Regions from separate parts of the Mus musculus genome. Here region 2 is linked to region 1. A link is a contact called in public HiChIP or PLAC-seq data. All regions are on one chromosome and are shown on one strand. The core of a region is the stretch at or near the end of the contact, and the rest is flanking DNA. Distances in the headings are between cores, read along the strand shown.

Region 1 (5,583 bases), core at 2,127-4,626:
TCTTCTTTCTTTCTTTCTTTCTTTCTTTCTTTCTTTCTTCCTTCCTTTCTTCCTTCCTTTCTTTCTTCCTCCTCCTCCTCCTCCTCCTCTTCTTCTTCTTCTCCTCCCTCTCCCTCTCCCTCTCTCTCTCCCTCTCCCTCCCTCTCTCTCTTACTTTCTTGTTCCTTCCCAGGAGTCTTGGAATGGAGTCTCTTGAAGCCAACTCAAGTTTTTAAAACTTGGTAAGTGGACAAAGATGACCTTGGATTCCTCATGCTTCTGACCCCACATCCTGAATGCTGAGATGACAGAATAAAAGACCGTTCTAAAGGCACAGAGCCACAAAAACTAAAAGAACTCTGAAGGAAAACAAGAGCAGACGCTCCCTTCGGGTGCAGTGGGAAGATGGACAGAGAGATGCAAATCCAGCATTTCCTCGGGGCTGTCAGTGAAAGATGCTTTGAGCAGCCAGATCCCAGAAAACTGGGTCATGGAGACAGGAGATTGGTGACAGCAGGGGGGAAGACATGGAATGTAAATCGAGGAAAGGTTACAAGTTTGGGGAATGAGCCTCCACTTCAGGTCACTGCCCCTCAGCTGAGCAGTCAGCCATTGTCCCAGGAGGGCTAGACTGCAGGGTGAGCAAGCAGAGGTCCCAGAGATGAGCAAGGGAAAGAAGGGCTTCAAGGAGGGGTTTCTCTGGGGAAAACCCAAGGGCTTAACCTCACAGACCAGGCTGGTCTGAAGTTCATACACTGACAGAATCGAGTCAAATTTGTTTCATGTTCAAACACATACAGACAAAGAAGCCAGGTATATGCCACTGTGCCGAGCCTTTAAAATGAGCTTTCAAGTTAACGACCAGAGTCACGAGTGTGGCTGTGGCCTCTCCGCACACATGGGACAATGAGACATGTTCTTCCTCTACCAGTGCTGCCCCTCATCTCTGCCATAGGTCCTTCCCACCCCTGTCCTCATGTCACTTGTTACGTGTCTGTTAGCCTCTCTTCCCCTTCCCTCTCCAACCCTAAACACGTAAGTAATCTCTCCTACATCGTGTAGACACAATGTAAAGTGACAGTCTGGGGTCACAGATAAGTGACCAGGTAACTGCCTCCCACACAAGAGGCCTTGGGCTTAGCCCTAAGCACCAAGACAGGAAAATATGCATTAATTATATGCAAATAACAAATAAAATACATGGCTTTATATAGGGGGACTCAAGCGTTATAGATAGCCACAGGGGTCTTCCGGAATCGATCCACTGATAACAGTGGGTGCTATGTAAACAAAGAACCTTACCCCATAAGGCTGTGAAGTGACAGACAGTTTTCCAGTAACAAGCAACTAACCATTAAATATTTTTGATATAACAATATATTGAGGCAACATGAAAGGAAAAAATCGGGGTGCTGGTTTAATGCAGGGATGCTGTCTCAGCCAACAGACAGAAATCAACAGAGAATAGCTTACGCCAGCGTATGCTCAGAGGCATCTCGCTGAACTAAGGTCTCTCACTTTCTGTGAGAACAAAAGTGAGATTATTTGCCCATTGTATTCACAGTTACCCTGATGCAGCAAAAGCCACAGAAAGTAAAGAGAGCACGGGGTGTTTCAGCCACATTAATGGAAGCATGTCACAGAGCAGACTAAGACAGCGAGCCCAACACACCCACAAAGAACAGAGTTGGACAAAGCAGCAAAAAGCATTAGTTTTTATCAACCCCCGCCCCCCCCCCCACCCCTTGGAGGCTGTGTCTCACTCTGTAGTCTGGGCTGGCCTGGAACAATGTAGCCCAGGTTACCTTCTTCCTCTCGGGTGCTGGAATGGAAGGGGTGTGCACCCAGCAGCTTTTTATTGAATCTTAACCCTGAGTCTATGTTTTTAAATATCCTGGGTGATGGAGTGGGGTGTGACAGAAGGGATTGCTGCCTCTTGAGGAGGGTCCTTGTGCTGTGCTCAAACTGAAGGCTAAGCTAACTGTTTAATGCATGGTGTGATCTTTTAGGTGGATCTTTAACTTGAAACCTGGTAGACGGGATATGGACACTCAGACCTGGGTCACGAACCACAGGAAGCAAATTTGTCATCTCATGTAAGAACAGCGGACAGTATTTGCTGCTGACAGGTTAAAAAATGTCTTTCCTGGGAGAAACCAGAAAACTTTTATGTCTCCTACAGTGAGTTTAGGTTTCTTACTACCTTAAAGTTTTGATTACTTTTTTAAAAAGTGTAATCAATGATTTAACAAATGATTTTTTTAATGCCACGTTTTGGAAGATCTGCATTCTTCACTTCCCAAATGACAAATGGAAGATATTGTCCCTGTGGAGTTCAAAATGACCCGGTGGGTTTTAACACCAGGGGACAAAAGTTCTTTGGTAGGATTCAGGTTTCCCCCTGTGCACTAACCTTTAAGAAGCCATGAGCTGAAAGGCTGAGAAACACTAATGTTTCCAATCCCCCATCAGTACTGACACTTCAGTACTGGGTGACTTCAGCCCCAACAGCATATTACAATAGACTGAGTGCCGAAGCAAATTCACATGTGTACATACAACATATATCACACATACCTATCATACAGACACTTACTAAAGCAATGCCACTCTTCTGGCTAAGTTTTTTGATTTGGAAAATACTCTTCATCAAATTATTTTAGAGTGACCTGTTTTATTATTATTATTATTATTATTATTAATTATTATAAAATGGATGAATACTTGGAACACTGTACTTTTCATTTCTAACATGATATGTAATTATAACTCATATGAACAAAATTTCTAGGCTGGAGACAGTAAGCTTGTTTCTGTACAGGAAGGGATCGGGGAGGGAGGAGACAGGGAGGGAGAGGAGGAAGGAAGGGGAGGACATAAGAAAAAGCCTTCTTTTGGGCCTCAGTGATCTTTAAGATTGTAAAAGGGAACTAAGAACAAAAATATTGAGCACTGTGAACTGTAAGAGACCTAGAGGGAAATAAACAGGAAACTGTAAGGAGAATCGAAAGTAGTCCGCTCTGTAATAGTTGCTCTTTTATTTTTTTATTTTTATTTTTTGAGATAGTGTCCTGGGTAACATGGAACTCACTTTATAAGAACCAAGCTGGCCTCAGACTCTCAGGAAGCCACCCATCTCTGCCACTGGGGAGCTGGAATCGAGGCGTGTGCTACCACGCCCTGACCTGTATTTCAATTTTCGAATTTAGATTGTATGTGCGTTGGTGTTTGGGTTACATGGATGTCTGTCCATCTTGTGTGTGTGTGTGTGTGTGTGTGTGTGTGTGTGTGTGTGTGTGTGTGTGTATGTGTGTGTGTGTGCCTGGTGCTCACGGAGTGTGAGTGATGCATGCCCCGGGACTAGTGTTACAGAGGGTTTGTGAGCTGTTAGGTGGGCGCTGGGTTTTAGCCCAGGTCGTGTAGAAGAGTATATAGCACTCTTAACCACTAAGCTATCTCTCTAGTGTCTGCATTTGAATTTTTAAGCAATGTATCAGGGTGTTTTTTTTTTCCTAAAACAAATGTAAGTAGTTTTTTTTTTTAAACAAATAAATTTCTTCCTTTATGTAAACATTATAGGACTGTCTCAATTCCTTCCGTAAGCTTTCTCTTCTTTACCGGAAGAAAGTGGGATCATCTCCGGGAAATTGGATGCCCAGAGGGAGCTAAGTGGGTGGGGTGGGGTTGGGGGAGGGTGGGATGGGGTGGGGTGGGGTGGGGTGAGTACGCGTGTAGGTTCCCGTGCTTGAGCCCTTAGTCAGAAGCATTGAAAATGCTTACTCAGCCTGTCCGACTGGCTTCGGCTAGGGCTGTTCCTCAGCCCTTTTTTTAATCTCTTTCACACTGAGATCCAATCAGAAACTAGAGTGTCCAGATTGCCTTCCGAAAGGCTCCTAACCCCACCCAGCACCCTGAAGCCTTCCGAGGGTGGGAGAGAGACCCCTGACCACAGAGCTACCCTTGTTCCGGAAAGCTCTCGGAGAGATGACCTCACCTACTCCAGATTTCCAGAATGCCAATCCCTAGACACTCACAGGAGGGCAGGAGATGCCCAGTGTGGTTTGAGGCTCAGAAGAAATGAGGCACCGGGTTGGGGAAATAGGGCAGATCCAAGCCTCACTTTTACATGCCAGAGTCACGACTGGCCAAGTCTGCCAGTCTGTTTTCCAGATTTTTTTTTTTTTGGCTGCCTATCATTATATTTTACTGTTAATTACTAGTGCATCTAAAACGCGACTTGGATAAATATTGTGACTTGTCGTCTCAGCACGTTAACAAGTTCTAAGTATAATTTGATCATGTTCTTCTGACTCGCCAGTAATAGTGCTTGTTAAGAGAGCGCTTGCTTCGAGTTCTCCCTTAACCTTGCCCCAGTCCTTCCAAAGTCCCCTTCCGACCGCACCTTCTGTTATTTTGGTAGGCCCTGTTCCCTTTCTTTCTAGAACCTACAGATGATGAATTGATTTGCAAGTTTATATGTTTAACGTCACTTTCCCTGATTGGCTGTGAAGACCACAGGACCTATCAAGGACAAGAAGCTATGTTGTGTTTTAAAACAATTTATATTCTTCTTTTAAAAATGTTTATGTATGCTGGGCAGTGGTGTCACCCCCACACACACACACACACACCTTTGATTCCAGCACTGTTGAGGCAGAGGCAGGCAGATCCCTGAGTTCAAGGCCAGCCTGGTCTACAGTGAGTTACAGGGCTGGCCTGTATCACAAAACCAAAACCCTGTCTCAAAAACAAAAAGAAAAGAGAAAAGAAATGTGTATGAGTTCTTTCAGGTGAGAGCAAGTTGATAACTTAAGAGAAGCACAAACAAGCTGCTGTCACAGATGAAGACACTGACCCCGCCCTTACCACTTGGCTACATTTATGTAGAGCAAAGGAGACTCTTCTGGGCAACAAGAAGAAAGCAATTCCTAAACTTGGGGTGACCGGGGTTTCAGAATTCTCCATTCCTGGTCTCCTCCCAGGTGCTGGGATCAGGGGTTTATAGATCCCCAGGCTGGCCTCTAACTCTCCCTAGCTTAGGATGGCCTTGAACTTCTGACCTTCCTACCTCTACCTCCCGAATTCATCAAACCAGGGAATCAGACCAGGGTTTTGTGCCTATAAGGCAAACACTTTACCAGCTGAATTTCATCCCCTAAAATAATATGTTTTAAAGAGTAGATTACGTTGGTCAAGGCTCACTTGCCCCAAACTTGAACTGCTTCTACCTAGAAACTCTTCCTTTTCTTTAAGCCATTGCCTTCATGTCTAAATCATCACACAATCTGCTTATTTATTAAGGTTAGCCTTTATTGTCTGTTCTCCTTCCAGAATGTAGTATTTTAGGAAACTTCATTTTCCTTAAAGGACTCCTGTGTCCCTGAAATATTTCCTGATACGTAGCAAGGGCCTTTAAGTGTTATCTGAGGAGCAGACAGACAGATTTTTCAGGTTTTGCCCTCATCAATTTGATGTATTGAAGTCTGCGTTACCTGTTTAAAAGTATAGTTTATTCTTTCCTTTGTCTGCTAGGTTGGTGAGAATGTATGTGCGCTTATGTGCTTGCACAGATGAAGGCCAGAGGTCAATGCTGGGTGTCTTCCT
Region 2 (5,583 bases), core at 1,821-4,320, 140 kb after region 1:
CTAGGCAGGAGTTTGTTGATGCCTATGTGGATTACATATTCAATAAATCAGTGGCATCTTTATTTGATGCTTTCCATGCGGGCTTTCATAAGGTCTGTGGAGGAAAAGTTCTTCTGCTCTTCCAGCCTAATGAATTACAAGCTATGGTTATTGGGAATACAAATTATGATTGGAAAGAACTGGAGAAGGTAAGGAAAAACCAATCTCTACTTGTCAGTGGAAAAGCAAAACTATGCGTTATTGGAAATCTAGCCCTTGTGTGCTTTTGCCCTTCCTATAGCTCCTTGCTGTGCTTATTGTAGACACTTGCCTGCCCCTCCTGCCCTACAGTGCACTGTGTGGCGGCACTGGTGAGGTGATTGGGAGGCGTGCTATAGGAACCCTAGCCCAAGACTGAGTGACTTTCTACCCATGCTTAATTAAGGCTTTTGTTTCCTGTTTTTCTACCAAATCCCAGTGTTAAGCTTGACCATGGTGGGAGAGGACTACAAAAGGAAAAGCCTTGGTAGCATTTGAAATGTAAATGAAGAAAATATCTAATAAGAAAATTGTTTAAAAAAAAGGAAAGGGAAAAGCCTTGGTGCTCTTAACACTTTTGTTTTAAAGCGGGGAAAGGGGCTGGTGAGATGGCTCAGTGGGTAAGAGCACCTGACTGCTCTTCCGAAGGTCTGAAGTTCAAATCCCAGCAACCACATGGTGTCTCACAACCACCCATAATGAGATCTGATGCCCTCTTCTGGTGCATCTGAAGACAGCTACAGTGTACTTACATGTAATAAAAAGGGGGAAAAAATTAGTAGAAACATTCTGATTTGTCTTCCTGAAAATAGTACAAGAAACATTTACCCAGTCCCATGTTTGTGTTTAATAAACCTCTCACTATTTTAGTAAACTCTTACTTACAAAGGTGACGGGTCTGTTCTTCCTTCCTGGGGAGTCAGTATCTTCACATTGTAAAATGCCAGGGTTGTAATATTCCTACTCTTAACATGATAGGTTTCATGGAATACTCCTTAATGCTAAAAAAGGTTGTATTACTTTTAGAATACAGAATACAAAGGAGAGTATTGGGCAGACCATCCCACGATAAAAATTTTTTGGGAAGTGTTTCATGAATTACCACTAGAGAAGAAGAAACAATTTCTATGTAAGTATATTCTGAGACAATAATCTAAAGTATTAGCTCAGTTTAGTCTTTGTTATTAAGATTTTTATTTACATGTATGTTGTATCTGTGCCGAGTATAATGTATACAGGTATCCCGGAAGGCCAGAAGGGTATGCCATGCGTCAGACCCCCTGGAGCTTTTATAGTTGTGGGCTTTATCTATAGAGCTCAAGTGATGTCTGCAGTTGCCTGAGATCCTGTGTCAAAGAAACAGCGTTGGAGAACTAGAGAGAGCTGGGAGCGCAGCTTAGCAAGGGAAGCCTGACTTGGAGTTCAGTCCCTGGGACCCACATGGAAAAGGAGAGAACTTAGAAAGCTTAACTAACCAGTTTTCTAAATGGCTCTTCCAAAAAGGATTTCTAAAAGCTTTTGCCATTGTTCATCAAGTATTGAGTACTTCCTTTAAAATAATGAATGCAAAACTAGACTGTGTTGTCTAAATTGTTTTCCTTGGCAGTATTTTTGACAGGTAGTGATCGGATTCCCATTCTTGGTATGAAGAGTCTGAAACTAGTCATCCAGTCAACAGGAGGTGGTGAGAGCTATCTCCCGGTTTCCCATACCTGTTTTAATCTTCTAGATCTCCCAAAATATACAGAGAAAGAAACCCTCCGATGTAAACTGATCCAAGCTATTGATCACAATGAAGGCTTCAGTTTAATATGACCTTGGACTTTTCTGTTTAGTACAAAAACCACTCGTGTTTCTCTTGTGAATTCAGCACAGTGAGAGTTACTTCTGTAATTCTTACTTATAAATTGTTCACTACTGTACTGATGAAAGCCCAAAATTAAAAACTGTGCATTAATACTAAACTGTACAGAACCATGAATTGTCCATCCTCATACAAGTATTGTGAATACATTAAAGTTTTACTCACAGGAATTTTAAGAGTTTGCATATTTCGGAAATTACCTGATGTGTGGGTGCATGGAAATGTTGCTTACTGTTTCTTCAATCACTGGGGGGAAAGACTACGATGGCCTGCCCACAGTCATTTGATTATTTTTCCATTTTGTAAATAAAAATTTTGTAATAAAATAGTGACATTCAGATACCAGTAGTTTCTATGGTTGTAATTGAACAGAGTTTTAAGGGTTAAAATTTATGATTCAGTCTCACTTGCAGATTCTATCTGTAAAAATCATGGTGGAAATGATCTCTAGACAGGGTTTCTCTGTATAGCCCTGGATGTCCTGGAGCTCACTTTGTAGACCAGGCTGGCCTCGAACTCAGAAATCCGCCTGCCTCTGCCTCCAGAGTGCTGGGATTAAAGGCATGGGCCACCACGCCCGGCGGAAATGATCTTTTTGCTACAATATGCAGACCTAAATTAAGTGTTACTTAACTTTAAGCTTTCTGAGTCCTGAGATAGATATAAGCCACTGTGAGAAACAATCACGAGTTACAGCTTTAAAACTACTGATGCTGCAGTATTCAATTTTTAGTGCTTAGAAAATCTGAGATTTTAAATGGTGCTGTTGCTTATTTTCAGTTTATTAATGTGGGATAACTGAATATGAATTGATGTGGTACATCTAACAGAAATGCCATAAAAAGCTTAAAATACTTAATATCTTTGATTTAACTTAGGTGGTTTGTGTTATGTGTAGGCCAGGCATCCCAGTCACAAGCTGAGAACCACACAAAAGCAGTAAGCACTCAACTGCTGAACTCTTGCAGCCAACACTATTTTGAATTGTTTTGGTGAGGCTATTTGGGCTATTCACTAAAACGGACTCCTGTCTAAAAATGCTTAGTTGGGACACACACCTTTTTCCTTCAAAGCGCACTCCTCCCTACAAAAAATGAGATCTTAAGTTAGTAAGTTAGTCCCTGTGTATGTACAAGAGTCACCTACTGTGGGCATGCCCACCACACCCAGCAGTGTTCTGGGTGAGGCTCTGGCTATTTGTACTGTCATCTCATTTGGCATTCTTTCCAAATTGGAGGAGGAGGGGGAACCACAGACCACATTAAACCATTTCTCCACTTGGTGTATTTAGCTTTCTTTGCCAGGTGTCTTTTACATGGCCAGCTTTGGATTCACTCTGGTCTGACACTAGAAAACCAACACCCTCAGTCTTACTAAACACAGGTAACAAATGTGTTAAGATAGACTTTCTTGAGGCATTTAGTGATAGCAACCCTTACTGGGCTAGTATGCTATGAACAATGGAAGTTAACGGGAAAAAAGTCAAATGACAATTTTAATATAAGACTTTAAAACAAGATACAAGTATAAAACACTGTTTTTGTATTTCAAAAGTTGGAGGAAGATAATCCAGTCATTAAACGGTCTACAAAACATATGCCAGATTACATAAAAGTCTATGTACAATATAAAAAGAGCTGAAAACAGTCTTCACTGTAAAAATAATTTAAAACAAATTTTTCAATTTAAAATATTGTCTATAGCACAAACACATCATGCAAATGGAAAACTAAATATACTGCATTCTTTAGTGTAGCCAAATAAATTCAGTTATCTTTTAGGTAGGGAAATGAGCTACTTAATACTTTTCTCCTCTGGCAGTAATGGTCCTAACTGGGTATTTTATGCATAAAGAACAGCTATATTTCAAATCATTTTTTTGTAATAAATACTAAACCCACATGAATATTTAAATTTGGGGGCAATGTTCCAAAGAAGTCTGTAAAATAAATACTGACTTTCTGAGGTGTGAACTGTTTGAAAGGCTAAAAGTTTCTGCAGTTGAGAAAATTGATCCCTAGTTTTAAGGCAAGCTAAGCTTTTAAATAACTAAGAACTAGTTTCATTTGACTATTGGATCTGTATTCATCTCCATAATACAAGGCTAACACCTTGGGATACATTACACCAAATCCTCAACAGGCAACAGTGTACTTTCTGGTTGAGCTACAATTTATCTTATGACTTTGGGACTTTAATTAAGAGGCCTATTGCTTTCCTCATTAATGGAAAAACAGCAGTCCAAAATATTACACTCTCCCCAGTAGAAGTACCATTATTAGATTCAGAAAGGCTTTGCATATTCACATCTTGGCAGTATTTGTGGTGAAGATCTATGCAGGCTCTACCACAGTGATAGGTATTTAATTAAACAATGGCAAATATTCAAACTAAGGGGACCTATATAGACAGGCACTATTGTTTCTAGAACAACTGAAACACATTTCCAAATCATTTATCAGATTAGTCTCAGGGGCCTGTTTGGACATTACCACGTCTGCAGCAAGTACAAAAACGATGCAGTAAGTACGCTTCACACACTGAGCACCAAGTTTTGAGTGCTCCAGACACGGTGCTGACTCCTCACATTACAAGTCATCTGTGATTTTAAAAAGTTAGCTGCCACAAGTTTTGGAAAATGCCAGTGTTTAAAAAGTTAACTGTCCTAAAAATAAAAGTTCAGCAGAACAGAAATTGAGGGCTTTAAACTATTCAATGTTACAAACAAAAAAGTGTGAAATACCATTCTTTGGTCTAGATAAGCTGTTCCCTTTACATTAACATTCCAATGGCTTTTGAAAACTTTAAAAGGTTGAAACTCATTAGGCAAAAAACAAAATTATACATACATACGAATGTATCATACAAATGAACCTTGAAAGGAAGATGAAGTCAACCAACAGTGTTGAATGTACAAGTACAAACAGAAATGATGGAACTTTAGAAATTATCCAAGAAGACAATCTATTTTCCAGTCTATAAATAATACATCTTTCAGATTTCCTTGTTCAAGTTCACAAGTAAACATTCATTTTTTGACATGCTAAAGTTCCCAATGCTGGTGGAGCAATTCCTGAATCCGGACAGCTTCAATAGTGTTATGATTTGTCTGATGGATAGTTTACATCTGTCAATTCCTGTCTTGTAGCTATAGCTTCATTAACAACCTCTTGATCCCCTCCATCAGCTCCAAATCCAGATCCTCCAGCACATTCGGGCCTCTCCGTATCATCTTCCAAGCCATTGTAGAATTCTTCAATTTCACTTTCATCTTCCAAGGGTTCTTCTAAACTTGGACTCTGGCATGTGCCACTGTCACTGTTACTGCCACAGGAACTAGAGGACAAGACGTCATCTTCAGAGTCTGAGTATACCTCAGCACCGTGGAATATGTAACGATTTGGTGGTACAAACAGGTATTGATTACCTGAAATACAGAAGAAAATAGCACTTAGAATTTTATGTGTCCCTTAGTACCTAACTTGTTGGCTTACTCTTGAACTCAACTCTTACTTCTGCCTCCTGAAGGCTGGGATTACATCTTTTCAAGTCTAACAGCTCCCTTGTTTGCACCAATGACCAGAAACATACTTCCAAAGCTTGTTCCAGGGGCAAATATGATACAGGCCAAGTGCAATTCCCAGAGCACAAGCCTCCCATTGTGTATGAACAGATTGTGCCTGTGTTAGAGGGGAGGGAGC

The links. HiChIP or PLAC-seq counts read pairs in DNA pulled down with a chosen protein or histone mark.
Region 2: a contact with region 1 is called in an H3K27ac HiChIP or PLAC-seq map of embryonic stem cells, with 14 read pairs. The contact joins two enhancer-like sites. A contact is called at or near these places in 1 of 15 datasets of contacts at CTCF or cohesin (the NIH/3T3 cell line), 6 of 484 Hi-C or Micro-C datasets (DN3 thymocytes, bone marrow-derived macrophages, double positive thymocytes and 2 more), 4 of 115 datasets of contacts at active chromatin or transcription factors (bone marrow-derived macrophages, embryonic stem cells and stem cell-derived neural progenitor cells) and 3 of 9 other capture datasets (adipose tissue, liver and pancreatic islet).

The regions. Positions count from the first base shown.
Region 1 is chr10:63,173,680-63,179,262 of GRCm38.p6, forward strand. The region is part of intron 2 of Mypn (myopalladin); the gene reads right to left. Among named protein-coding and RNA genes, the nearest start is that of Mypn, 27 kb to the right of the region's middle. Within about 2 kb of position 3,377, at least 129 of the 459 cell types and tissues checked have an H3K27ac peak or open chromatin away from gene starts, as enhancers often do. A contact at or near this core is called in embryonic stem cells, where this site is marked.
Region 2 is chr10:63,315,656-63,321,238 of GRCm38.p6, forward strand. It overlaps Herc4 (hect domain and RLD 4), which reads left to right. Exons shown (of 25, transcript NM_026101.4): 23 at 5-188; 24 at 1,045-1,147; 25 at 1,625-2,226. The coding sequence ends at 1,833. It overlaps Sirt1 (sirtuin 1), which reads right to left. Exons shown (of 9, transcript NM_019812.3): 9 at 3,350-5,309. The coding sequence ends at 4,981. Among named protein-coding and RNA genes, the nearest start is that of Sirt1, 21 kb to the right of the region's middle. Within about 2 kb of position 3,071, at least 3 of the 459 cell types and tissues checked have an H3K27ac peak or open chromatin away from gene starts, as enhancers often do. A contact at or near this core is called in embryonic stem cells, where this site is marked.